Linked DNA regions of Zea mays: region 2 is linked to region 1. The links are chromatin contacts, called in public Hi-C maps. All regions are on one chromosome and are shown on one strand. The core of a region is the stretch at or near the end of the contact, and the rest is flanking DNA. Distances in the headings are between cores, read along the strand shown.

What was found. Hi-C and Micro-C count contacts between places; a contact is called where the count stands out from the background.
Region 2: a Hi-C map of leaf shows a contact between it and region 1, with 7 times the contacts expected there. The contact joins the promoter of LOC100286169 here to the promoter of LOC100272960 in region 1. A contact is called at or near these places in 10 of 25 Hi-C or Micro-C datasets (bundle sheath, ear, endosperm and 4 more).

Annotation. Positions count from the first base shown.
Region 1 is chr8:67,039,686-67,046,892 of Zm-B73-REFERENCE-NAM-5.0, forward strand. It overlaps LOC100272960, which reads right to left and starts at 3,186. Exons shown (of 7, transcript NM_001147412.1): 1 at 2,848-3,186; 2 at 2,665-2,735; 3 at 2,381-2,489; 4 at 1,938-2,020; 5 at 1,621-1,779; 6 at 921-1,022; 7 at 458-816. The coding sequence starts at 2,914. The coding sequence ends at 676.
Region 2 is chr8:67,210,248-67,217,454 of Zm-B73-REFERENCE-NAM-5.0, forward strand. LOC100286169 (indole-3-acetate beta-glucosyltransferase) reads right to left here and starts at 3,678. Exons shown (of 1, transcript NM_001159057.2): 1 at 2,088-3,678. The coding sequence starts at 3,605. The coding sequence ends at 2,208.

The DNA.
Region 1 (7,207 bases), core at 1,936-4,435:
ACCCAAAGTGCTGTGCTGCACTTTTGCAATTGTCTGTCCATATATAATATAATTCTGCTCCTTGTAGCTGAACTACATTTACATCGGTTTAACAATGACGCTGATTACATCTGTTATCAGAATGAAGCACCTTGGAGCTGTCAAAGTTGAATATCCTACTTTATATTTCCATTGATGAAGGTACGTACCTTATACTCTAGCTTGGATGCTATACTATGCTGGTGCCAATGCTTTGCTGCTTGTGGGCTTTAGCCACAATGGCAGACATGGAGAATAGGAGTTGTCAGGCAATAAAAGAAAAAAAATGAGGACAAGCATTCAGAAACCTTTTTTTTTAGATTCAGATTCCAGCAAGTGGATAGGATTGCAATTTTGCAAGGCCTTAATTTTCTACCGCTTCCTGACCACATGATAGATAGGTGGAATATGGCATAAAATGCTACGCAACAGATATTTTGGCTTAAGCCTCTTTCATAGACTCAGTGATAGAAGTAGGGGCTTACACTTTTGAGTTTCTTCATCTGGAACAAGGTCTTGCAATGTATTTTACATTTGACATGGATATTTTACATTTGATTACATGCTAGATGCGACCTAAAGCAACAAATTTGTCTTTTTAGTACACATCCAGGCGAATTAGTGTAGGACCCTCACATCCACATGTTACTGGGACGACTAATTCTTCCTCATCCTCAGGAAGCTAACTAATGTGATTCTCGGAGGAAGACCGGTGACATGCCTCTTCTTGATGGTGGTGCTCTTCCATGGCTTCCCGTCCCTTACACTGCTTGTGGTCATTGAGGTTACGTTATAGAACTGCAAACAGACAAACCCTGATCAAGACCACTACTATTTTTAAGAGCAACTAAATTCTTTAGCATAAAACTGTTGGGTTTTATCGGACATGGGAACATAGTCACCTCACAAACACCGTGCAGAAGCAGCCTCTGGAACGGGTCCTGGACATTCAGCACAAGCACGTCGCTGTCACCAGTACCTTCAATGAAGGCCCTAACCTGTTCCTGCAAACATGAAACGCAAAAGCTGATAGTATAAACAACTGACACGCCAAGTCAAATAGACTGGAAGAGAAGTTGTTAGCAGTGGCATAAGAAAACTGCAAAACTGATGCCAACTTTTGAAGACAGGAAAAATATTTACACAAGGTGGAAACAAGGGCAGCAGACAAAGAGACCCACAATGCACCTTTTCTGAACATTATTTTCCAAACAAAACCTAGGCATCATACAGATATAAGTCATAACAACGACATCTTTGCTTTTATAAGCATAGCACTAAATTGATATTGTCGATACTGTAAATTTAGAAAGCTATTCAATAAAATTTATCCTGTCTCATAGACTTCGCATAATATTGAGGCTTGAAACTACAAATAACAAATTAGATGTGGTATGCATGATGAATTAGCATGTGCGAGAAAGATAGCAGATTCAGATATATATAAATACATAACCAAGAACTCTCATGTCTTGTTTGCAAGAAAAACAGATTAGCTTTCATCAAATATTATCACTTCAATCAATTGTGGAGGAGATGAAGAGAATGAGCCTGGTTTTTATGGAAAAAGAGGGGGTTAAACTAAAGCAAAGAAGGCAATACTTCATATATTTGAAGTAGATCAGGTAGAAATTTTTTCTTAATAGCTTCTCTTGTTTGGCGACCTATACGACGCCAAGCATTCAGAGCAATCAATTCATCTTCGTCGACATGAGTCCTTTGTTTTTCGGATGATCGTTTCATGTGTTGCATCAATCTTGCCTGCAAATAAGAATAAGTTGCTTTAGTATGGCTGGTCCATAACAAGTGCATGTGACTGTTCTGTGATATACAGATATCGCTTCTCATTGTGCATTTCACTAAATTATATAGTGAACAATGATGAACAGAATGCGGCTAGCAGGACTGGCTCTACACACCTCAGCATCCATGTCGATGCTCCTGAAGGCCTCCCAGTCACTAACACTTGTCCTGCAGAATGCTGACAAGGGCAGCTCCTCACCTACATAATCATTGTAATATACATATGAGCTTTTCCTCAAAAAAGAAGAAGGAAAAGATGACATGTCATATGCATATAAGAATTCTCTTTAAATGATATAAATAGAAGAACAACAAGATATGCACGAGGACACGAATTTCCAGTACTGCAGTACTTGTGAGCATTTAACATGGACATGTTTTAACTTCAAGAGAAAGAATGTTGTCTCTTTATGATTTTGTGAACATAGTCTATAGCTTTTCTAGCATACAAGGGGCAATCGCAAGCAGTTAGTACAAATAGTTAAAGAACATTTGAACTGCGAAGCATAGAAAAAGCATGCTTTTTTAAAAAAATACTGGAGCAGTATTCGGAGCATACCCCATGGTGGAGGAGCAAAGAGGCCTTTGATTTCTTCAACATGAAGGCGTGGGACAAGCTCAATCAGCAAGCGGTCGTTCAACCATCTTCTTGATCTCCGGTTGCTGACCTGAGTGATATAACATTGCAATGTGTAAAGCATTGACCTGCAGACCCCTAACACACATCACAACAAGTCTGATATTACACCAGAACTACTACTTGCATGAGAGCATTCAGGCATGACGAAAAGGAAAAAAAAAACGAAAAAAGGGCAGCAAGGCGTAGAAGGCAGCAGGAACGACCTTGGTGGCCATGTCCTCGAGGGATTCAATCTTCCTCTCAATCACCTGCGAGCGCGACTTGACGCCGTCGCCTGCGTTCACGCAGCACTAAAATAAGGGGCGGATTTGGGGGTTGAGCTCGACATGTGAGCATCGAAAGAGGAGTTTTTTTTTCCTTTCGGGTAAAGGGGATGGGCGGGTTACCTTTTGCGGAATCAAAGAGGGAGGAGTAGAACTCCTCCTCCTTCCGCAGCAGATCGGCGCTCGCCATGGCTGGAACCTTCCAACGGGAGAAGCCTCGGTCTGGTCTTGCACTGCCGACGCGGTCGCCGGGGCCGCCTCACGCGAAGGAGAGGGCAGGCTGGTGGATGCAAGGTCGCGCCGGGCGGCGGAGGTGTGCGGCCTGGTGGAGGGGACTTGGGTTGGGGCAGGATCGGAGGATTGGAGCTTGGAGAGATTCCTCTTCCGACTTGCGTTGCGAGCGGCGACCGGCGACCGGCGAGAGGGCGGTCGTGAGCAGGCAGGAGAAATTCTCTACTCGCGTGTTCGTCTCTCAATGAAAGTGGGCCGCACGTTCAATGGGCCCGCAAATGTAAGTGAGAGAGTTTTTGTGGCCGGTTGATCGGCGGATACGGAAGGGAGGAAGGATATGCGGATCTGTTGCGGATCAGCCTATGCTGCCGTCACTCGTGTCCTCTCCTCTTGAGCACCCTCCAATCAACCATGTGCTAACCTTATTTGGCTAAATTTTCTTTGTTCGTGCGATTTTTGTCATTATCTTCTACCACCTCGGTTCTCAAATGTTTTTTATCATCCGGTAGGTAATTTTTAAACTAAAACTCGACACATAGAAAATAACAGAAAGAATATATATTAAAGGGTGTTTAAATATAGTAGAACGAGTTAGTTGGTTAAAAAACTGCTAGTTGAATAAGCTAGCCAACTAACTAATTTACTAAAAGTAGTTAATATTTAAACTATTAATTATAATGTTTAGATATTTTTAGCTAATGTTAGCAGCTAACTACATTCAAACATGGCCTAAATGTCTGGCCCTAACTCGCAAGGCAAGGTATCCACGTCCTATGTATATGGATTATCTGATCCCAAACAAACAACTTTAGATGTGAGTTAAAAGCGTCGGTCCACAGACGCATAGAGACAACTTTCATGCGGCCGCTACCAGGCTCTTTGCACCACTGCTTGTGATAGCAACCCGTCAAGCAGGGGCGGATTCAGGCCTATGGTCACTAGGGCCCAGGCCCTACTCTTGGACGGACTAATTGTGTAATAACAACCCAAAAATATGAATAGTAACCGAACAACCCAACTAGCAAATGTGGCGGGCTGGCGGCTGCTCGCCTGCTCCTCTGCGGAGGCGCCGGGCGCCGGGGCACGGTCACGCGGACTAGGAGCCGAGCAGGGGCAGCCGGCCTGCACTCCCGCCGGCCCAAGGGCCGCACGCGGGCGAGGCACTACGGGTCTGCGGCAAGCTGGCGAAGTGGCGAGCAGGAGCAGGAGCAGTCGCAGCCGCACATACACCGTGCAGCAGCCAGCAAGCAGCGCAGGCGCAGCAGGCGCAACCCGACAACCTATGGTGAGCCTCGCGTTTCCAATTCCATGGTTTGTGCTTGTTGTTTGACACCGAGAAAATTATGTTGTGTCTAGAAAGTTTCATAATCCATAGTGATTAGTGTTACAATTACAGTGTACAATATGAAGAGAGTTCGAACAATAACATCATTTTATCAAGTCACGTCAAATCAAGAATCAAATGAAATCATTCAAGACGTACAAATTGGGACTAATTTGGATGAAAATGAAAACAATCAAGAATCACTAGATGTTGGGACTACACAAAATAATACGGAATCAATAGATACTGAGATTGGGACTGATGCTAGTCAAAATGTGCAAGGTAATCCCAATGTTATGTTCAATCAAAATAATATTGTTGGTGATCATAGACTTCGAAAACCAATTGAAGAGTTAGATGTGAACATTCGAGATATTGTTAGAAGAGAGTATTTATTGTTATGCCCTTGTCAACCAAAATGTCACATATTTCCCAAGAAGCAAATAGGAGATAGACAAAGAATTTTTCAGGAATGATGGTTCAAAAAGCATGAATTGTTGGAATACAATGTTGCTAAAGATGCGGATTTTTGCTTTTATTGTTTCCTTTTCAAGCAACCAAGAAGGGAAAACTTTGGTGTTGAAAGCTACAGTGGTGCGATAGGGTATGACAATTGGAAGAATGATATTTTTGAAGAGGCCAAGGATTTTTGTCTCAAGCATAATATTGTTGTCCTGGATATGTCAGCGGAAATAGTTAGACGAGGATGTTCTAGAGGCCGTAGAGGACAGTTAGGGCCGGCCCTGATCCCATGCAACAGAGGCGACGACCGAGGGCCCAAAAGTAATAGGGGCCAAATATTTAGTATCTATATCATAATATAATACACTATTTTACACTTTACAAAACTCATCCAACCAAATAATCCACACACCCATAATCTTTACTAAATCCACCAAACAAATTGCACTCATACTTACACAACATCAAAATCAACGGTTCAGATCGTTGAATAACATCATCTCTCTTGCGCACTCAAATCTAATGGACAATATTATTTGGATCATCCTTTAGCCCTCCCCTCCTCACGTCCACACCGCCGTCAACCCCTACCCTCGCGTCACCACCGTCGCCGTTCACCCCAATCTTCCCCTTCTTAGGAACGTAGCATTAGCACGGGCTATATACTAGTAGTAAAATAGTATATGTAGCTAACAAGCCGGTAGGGCTAGGCACACGGACGCCCGACGCACACGGACCACGCGACACATGTTGCCCACTGCCCAGTCATCACACTCACGTTATCGCGCGTCTGTGCGACCATACCCTCCACGTGATCATCGTTCGCCATCTAGCCAATCCAATCCTCCAGGATTCCAGGGCGCTGGGCGCCACTGCTCCATCCCCCAGGCACGCACAGTCAAACAATCAAGATTCATGTTATTTTGTGGCCGTCGTTCTTATTTCTCACCTTGCAAAGTGCTAATCTGCACCGATGTATATTATCTAGCGTCTTAGATATTTTAAAAAACCAATTTCAATGCACATCATCATTTACATACGTAGTACTAATTTGCTCCGCTGCATATCATATAATTTTTGATATAGTCTAGAGGGACCACCATTATCCGTTCGCCTGGGGCCCTCAAAGAGACATTCAAAGCCTTCAATCCTCTCCAAGTGCCAAAATCAAGTCAAGCGATTAAAAGTGTTTAGTGACTTGAAAAGGGTGTTTTGTGTTTCAATTGTTGCTCTTGTTGCTTGGTTGCTTTCTTCATCTCTCTAAACTCTTTAAGTGTTTTGTAAAGTTTGCAAGAGACACCTAATTGTGTGGTGATCCTTGCGGGGTCTTAGTGACCCGTGAGATTGAGAAGAAGCACTCAACTGGTCTAAGTGACCGATTGAGAGAGGGAAAGGGTTGAAATAGACCCGACTGTTGAGGACTTGTTCTCAAATGCTATGAGTTAAGAACAAGGCAACACAAAATGTTAATGATTAAAGACCTTCGTCCTCCGAAGCATTATCTCCCTTAGGATATAATGATCTTCAGACGAAGGTTATGAAGGACATACCTTCATCATCTTAGTATGTAATAATGAAAGTAGAAGCATATGAAACATGGAAAATAACACGAAGAATCATATTGAATTGTCAGATTATTTATATTCTTATTATTTCATCATGGACAAACATTAATAATAGTAAATTACATTTGTACCTTTGGCTTGACAGAAGGTATAAGCCCAAGAGTGACGTGCGAGTGAATACAAGTCAGCGTGAATAGTACGGTGCTAATGTTCATCTATTTATAAGCACAGGACGCAGCTTGTGTAAAATTACATCCAAGCCCTTGACATTTGTTATTGACTTAAGGATAATCTATCGAGTACTAGATAGCCTTTTCCTCTTTAAGTCGGTTTCATTTTCCACCGCTAAGCCGAAGCTTCCCCACACGTAGCTTTGGGGCTGGTTCATCCTTCTCCCAGACCGCACTTTTTATATCGTGTACAACTTCATCCCAAGGCCGAAGGTCCCTGTGAATGTATTATACTTGGAAAACATATTAGTCGTGTTTTTGAGGACCTTCGGAAGATGAAGGCCCCCAACAGTAGCCCCTTGCAGTATTAATTTGTTGTAACAACGAATTCAGACTGCGACGTGAACGAAGGCCTTAAGCCGAAGGTTCGAAAAAACACCTTCACTTCGCTAGAATAGCGAAAGTCAATGACAAACGGGGCCCGCCAAGTTGCAAAGCGCTAGGCGTATAAATAGGAACCCACAACGGCAGCATTTGATACGCCATTTCTGCTGTTTGCGCTATTTTCTCAAATTTTTAACTCTTGCTTATCAGCCCTTGCCTGATTTTCGAGCTTCGGTTTAAAGACGTGCTTGCTCCATGTCTGAGGAGAAGATGACTGAGGAGAAGAAGATAACTGAGGAGAAGAAGTTGTATGAAGAGAATAAAGTTGCGGATCCTTTTATTGATGA
Region 2 (7,207 bases), core at 2,428-4,927, 170 kb after region 1:
GTCCCACCGGACTGTCTGGTGCACCAAAAGAACAGAAGTCCTCAACGGTCAACAGCTCCAAAGCCCAACGGTCGGTTGACATGGCACGCATCGGACAGTGAACAATACTATGTCTGGTGCGCCACCGGACTGTCCGGTGTGCCCATCGGCAGAGAAGTCAGCCAACGGATAGAATAGTGGTTGGGCTATAAATACCCTCCCAACCACCACCATTCAAGCCATCCAAGCATCCCACTCTCTTCATTCAATACAAGAGGAAAGAATACACTCCAAAGACACATTCAAAGCCTTCAATACTCTCCAAGTGCCAAAATCAAGTCAAGTGTTTAAAAGTGTTTAGTGACTTGAGAGAGGGTGTTTTGTGTTTCAATTGTTGCTCTTGTTGCTTGGTTGCTTTCTTCATCTCTCTCTAAACTCTTTAAGTGTTTTGTAAAGTTTGCAACAGACACCTAATTGTCTGGTGATCCTTGCAGGGTCTTAGTGACCCGTGAGATTGAGAAGAAGCACTCAACCGGTCTAAGTGACCGATTGAGAGAGGGAAAGGGTTCAAATAGACTCGGCCTTTGTGGCCTCCTCAACGGGGAGTAGGTTCTTTGGAACCGAACCTCGGGAAACAAATCATCGTGTCCATTTGTGTTGATCTTCACTATTTGATTTGTCTCTCCATCTTCCCTCTCACTAAAAGTCCTCTTCCTCACATTGGTTTGAGTTTGCTCCCAAAGTTATCCGCATTGATTGAGCAACTCATAGCAAGAAGAACTATCTTCCGCACCCCGAAATTTACTATTATTTATTTCTAACCCTAACCCCGGGTGAAGTGCGTGTTCAAAGTTTATAAATTTTCAGGTTTCGCCTATTCACCCCCCTCTAGGCGACTTTCAGCCACGAATTCTTATAGGGTCATTTCTTCCTCATCTATGTTAGATAAATAGGCATTTTCTGTTTTAATTTAATCCAGAAAATCACAGTGATGTATGTGACAATATGTATGTGCGTGTGTGTATCACTACTCACATAAGCATTAAACAATAGTAAAATATGCACAAATACAAAGATCAGAGTGTACCCTGTGGAGGGACTGATACTCAAGGCATCAGTGGCTCCATTCACACGAGAGCAAGTGTCGCTCTACGGCCGTGCTGTAACTAGAAGCAGCCTCACCTCCTCCGTATATATACACGCGCAGAGGGAGGCCGACGGACAGTAACGATCGTCATCAGAGCTACCATTACATCTAGCCAATTATAGCACGTATGTTACTAGTCATAACACAGGAAACGACCAGCCACGGCCTCAGCCCGACCCAGACAGCGGCGCGCGCGCGACAGTCCTTCATCCTTTTCTCAGCTTCTCAATAGATGCACCAACAGTCCACCTATTTAAGTTGATTGAATTGTCCCTTGAACTTCCAATATGGTACTAAAATACTAATACATCATAGCATTAATGTAGACCTTTAGCATTGACTATTATTGAATATTAATTTGGATCAGGCCCACATTAATTCAACAATCTTCGTTCCCTGCGGATATAAATACCCGACAGAAGAACTGAAAATTGGATGAAGAACAGAAAACCATCGACCTAGGCGTGGACGGATACACTAGAATAGTACCATATAATACAGTCAATACATATTCCATTACATGGTCATCAAATAGTCGTTAAGCCTTCCATGCCATCATCATCCAAAAGGTTGTTAAATAGTTAAAAGAAGACGGATGGATGTAGTCCAAGTTCATGTTTTTAGGCCAAGTTTGTACAGAGTATTTTATATCCACAGGTTAACGGGTATGAATAAGGGCGGAATGTTTTAATACCCATTTACTAATTTGATGAATGTTTTTACCCAATAAAAGACCCATGAATAAAAATATTTAGCATACATACATACTTTAATGAAGTAAATACTCATTGATTATCGGATCGCAGATATCTATTGTCATCTCTATATTTCAGGTGTCTAATTTTTTAAATAATTTTTAAACAACAGCTTATAAGTATAATTACAAAGACAACTCACTAGTCAAGCAATTGTCTAAAGGAAAAAAACAGAAGTATAGGAGAAATTAATTTTAATCTCTATATATAAGATCATTCTTATTCTTAGTTCGGAAAGATTCTTATTGAACAATCCTTTTCACAAGTCTGTTTAACATTGACCAGTAAATAAAGCTTTCGAACATCTCAACGAATATCGATCGAATTCAAATGTTGGAGTTGATCATGCTACCTCCAGCTCTTGTTTCATGAAACCGTCGTATCTCTTGGACAAAGGCATGGAGGTTCCGGTCGGAGGACCCGCCATCGGCAACAGCTGCTGCCGCCTCGTCTTTCCACGCCTTAGCCGCCATCCGGAACACCGCCGCCCGTGGCCCGCCCATCACCTCGTGGACGCACGCGCGGACGGCGTCCCGCGTCGCCGGCGCGGGCAGCCGGACGCCGACCCCGTACTCCTCCGCCAGCAGCTTGGCGTTGGTGAACTGGTCGGACCACCACGGGTACCCGACCATGGGCACGCCGGCGGCGAGAGCCTCGGCGACGGAGTTCCAGCCGCAGTGCGTGACGAAGCAGCCGACGGCGCCGTGCCGGAGCACGCGCCCCTGCGGGCACCACGCCACCACCCTGCCCCTGCCGCCGCACGCCGCGAGCGCGCCGTCGGGGAGGAGCCGGCGGCTGTCGTCGCGCACCACCCACAGGAAAGGCCTGCCGGTGGCGGCCAGGCCCTCCGCCAGCGCCAGCATCTCGCCGCAGCCGACGGTCACGAGGCTGCCGAACGCCACGTACACCACGGACCCGGGAGGCTGCGCGTCGAGCCACGCCATGCAGCCGTCGTCGCCGCCGCCGTCGTGGTCGTGGTCGTGGTCCAGGAGCGGGCCAACGGGCGTCACCGGCGCGTGGGAGCGGAGCGCCTCGACGACGGGGCGCTCGAGCCCCTCGAAGGTGTTGACCAGCACCCAGGCCACCGTGTTATTTTTCCTGAACCCCGCGAGCTGCGCCCGTAGCGTCTGGCCCCACAGGTTCCCCGCGTGCTCGGGGCGGACCATGAGCGGCAGCTCGTCCGCGGCCAGCGTCGGCAGGCCCGGCACTACCGCGACCGGCGCGGCGGTGTCGGCCTCGGTCGGGAAGCCCTCGGGGCAGCGGTAGAAGTGGTAGTAGAGCGAGAGCACGGCGCAGGACTGGATCCACAGCGTGGCGCACGGGATGCCCGCGGCCCCGGCCACGTCGAGCGCCCACGGCACGAAGGGGTTGTTGACGACGCACGCCACGGGGCGCCCGGCGTCGGCCTGGCGCCGGAGGAGGCCGGCCAGCGCCGAGGGGCCCGCGTCCGCGACGTGGCGCAGCATGTCGCTCGGGTCGCCCGGGACCGGAGAGCGTGGCCCGCAGCCGTCGTCGCGGAGGTAGTCGAACCGAAGGCGGCCGCGCCCGGCGGCGGCGACGCACGCGCCGTCCTCGCGCAAGGCTCGGATGCCGGCGTGGCGGAACGTCGTGAAGGTGACGAGGAGGCCCTTGGCGGCGAGGCGGGCGCCCAGGCGGAGCAGCGGGTTCACGTGGCCCTGGAGCGGGAACGACACCAGGAGGACGTGCGGCGGCTGCGACGACATGCCGGTGGACTAGTGGACTGCGTGGTGTACGTTTCTAATGAATGGGGACAGAGAGAGAGAGAGAGAGCATGTCAAGTGACGTTCGGTGCCTGCTGCCTCTAAATGCAGGGTGAGGGCGAGTCTGTACGTACTCGGCACTCCTGTGCAAACGTCGGCGCGGCCCCAGCGTTATATACAGTTGACGCGTGTTTAAAACGGGGCACGAATGAAAGCAGCCCGAGTTCGTCGTGTGTCGCACATTTTGGGAGCCAAAACACTCAAAACAAAGAACAATTCCCTAGCTAGAAGAACCTCCCTCTTCCCCAACTCCGGTCAAGCCGCATCTGATCAGATCTTCCCCTGTGCCGCTGGCATTAGGTTGTGTATATATAAGCAAGCACATGTATGTGGCCACTCACAAATAATATTTCCGCTTTATTTGTCTCGGTCGTTCTGAGTCCTGCAGGTCAGATGAGATTTCAGGCAGTGCGCCTGCAGCTGCAGGGACCTAGCGACTGGACATGGATAAGGTCGCAGGGGAGCAGCAAAACACCAAGAACCTGCCTGTCCGCCTCTGCTGCATGCTCCCCGCTTGCCGGCCTGTTCCAGGGAGCCATGAATGGAGTTCATGGTTGGACGTGACACCCGTGCTGGCCATTGCAATGGCCGGATGCTCATCTACGGAAGTGGTCTCTGGCCGGCCGGCCGGCCGGCCGGTCAAATGGAGATAGTGGACTTCCTCCTGATGGAAAGTGTTTGCCAACAAACGTTGTCTGTCCCGTACCGTACGTGTGCATTTGCTGCTGTTCCCATTACGCAGTTTCTAGGTATTATTCCTTGATTTCCTGTTTCGCACCACACGATCAACTCTAGAATAGAACAAGACCTGAGTAACCAATGGTGTAAACAGTGGGTGTCATGGGATAAGAGTAGGGATTTCGTATGTGTCCCAATTTCTGTTCTACAGATGTGCCAACAGCGGCGCACTCGTTAAGGCTATGTTTTGTTTCCTTACAGGATTATATAATCTAGCTTGTAGATTATATAAACACCTAATGACATACTTATGGATTATCATACTAATCTAGGTATTTGGATTATATCTTTTTCGATAAAGGAAGCTTTATTAATCTTAGACAATTACATCAAGATGATACAATAGAACTAAGATTGCTTTCAGCTTTTACATATTAAGGTGTACACAGCCAAACAAAAGAGAGAAAAGAAGAAACAAAAAAGAAAAGAAATAAAAAGAGAAACAAACCCGTCCCAAAGCGAGCTATCACTCACAACACAAGTTCATAAGTCCCACCAAATCAAAGAACACTGGTCAAATCAAAGAACACCGGTCTTGCCTCCACCTTCTTTCCATGCTCATGCTCACATACCACCAAATCTTGGCTAATATCAAACGGTCATAAGCTCTGAAACAACATCCAATTTTAGATAGATAGTCCTACGAAGATAGAGTCGCGAACTAGCCAATAGGCACACGAACACGGTCCATAGGTTGCATCTAAAAATAGGATGTGTCCCTCGAGCAAACGCTTCCGAGAATCAACTCCAAGATGACGCAAGTCTTAGGTATATATGCACAGAATTCGCAAGATATGAAGACAAGAAGCGAGATATAGACGCACATGCCGCTGCATAGCAATCGTCGTACCAAAGGTGGTGCCGCAACAGGGCCGGCTCCAGCAGCCACCAAAGCTCTAGAGGCACATATAACATGAAGCAGCCATTGATATCCACCGAACACGGGACTCCTAACCCAAGCTTCAAGCCATCAGATATGCCCGCCAGCTGAAAGGTCGTGATGTCACACCACGGCCAAACGAACAAGGAACACTCGAACAGAATTGGGTGGGAGGGCTGGTCACAGGACGCAGGGTCTGGCCACCAAGATGCCATATCAACCCGCAACCACGAGACTGAGCCACCGCGCCACACAAGGCGAGAGGAGAGGACACACGCGCTACGCGAAGAGGCGCTACCATCGCTGGCAATGGGATGAGCTGTCGCCACCGTCGCCAACCGCAGGACGAGCTGTCACCCTCGCCATCAATGAAGCTCATGTCGTCCCACGTCCAAGGATGGACATGGTCCACACCCTCGAGAGCCCCATGCAGTAGGAGAAATGATGCCTCACAACGCTACCCCAGCAGTTAGAGCGACGCCACAAGGGCACCACCACCAATGCCACTGACATAGACATCAGTGAAGGCTTACGACCAACTCAGCACCATGCCTGCCACATATTCTTGCCCAAACCAGTAGCCCGCTCCTCCTTGCCTCCGCATCGTCTCCACCAAAAGAAGCCCGACACAGCCCGAAGCCACCAGCATGCACCAGCCAGTCCTCAACCCCACCACCAAGATGGTGTCGAACTAGCATCACCGCCAACCTCACCTTAGAGCCCGTCGCCCGTGCGCTGGCTGTCATTCCGTGTTCTGTCATTCCCATCTCATTCTCATTCCCGGCTGTCATTCCGTGTTGTTCTGTCATTCCCATTACCCCCTCCCCGCATTGTCTTTCTCATTCCCCCTCCCCACAAATCCCATTCTCATTCCCACGTGCATCCCACGCCTAGCTAAAATTAAATTAAAAAAACACAAATGTGGCTCCAATGGGATTCGAACCTGCGACCTCTCAAGCAAATGTGCTTGTAGCTACCACTACACCACATGTGTGTTTATGTCAATATTTGTTACAGTAAAAATATATATTACATCTCTCCCAAAGCCCACCTGCTACCTTTGCACAATGTGTAGTAGTAGATAATTATCAACAAGATTCCTGAATTATATTTTTGGATGGAGGGAGTAGTATTTAAAAAAGAGTCTTGCATGTAATTTCTTTTGTTTGAATAATGTTTCAACTTAAATTCTTTTTTATATGTGTGACATTTATTCTCCGTAATATTTTTACGTGGCTCTAACTTGTGAGTCATTTTCATAAACCAACGCCAAAGATGAATCCATGTTTCTTACTTGGAAACCCCGAACAAACACCACTAGCAGGAGGCGCTCGCGTTGGTGTCGCTCATCGACGACGAAAAGAAGCTTGGCGACTGCCAGTTCGACCTCTGAAAGCAGTACTACGTGACCACATGTGTCGCTGTGTTCGGCAAGCTCCGGCACAGCCGCCGCTTGGACGCGGTCCAGAGCGGCTGCACCGCGCTGTCCATCTTCAAATAGGGGGATCTCATGGTCGTCGCCAACGCCGGCGACTCTCGGGTTATTCTGGGCACCGCATCCGACAACGGTGCCGTCACACCGTCTAGCTCATCATCCACCTGAAGCTCAACCTCTCACGTAAGTCACTACTGACCGGTCATGAATTCTTGTGCGCTGGGACGACGGTCGTTGCTGACGTTGTGTGAGTGTCCTCGAACAAGATTTATGTAGAGGAGTAGCACATCCGGTGGTGCAACGGCTAGGTGTACTACCTCGCTGATGAGCCCGGGGTGCACTTCGTTTGGCAGCCCAGCCAAGAGTCGTCGGTACTCGCCATGTCGTGCGCGTTCGACGACTACTATATCAAGGACTATGGCATCATCTTGGCACCAGAGGTGACGCAGAGGAGGACCGACAACAATGACCACTCACCATCGTCGGGTAGCT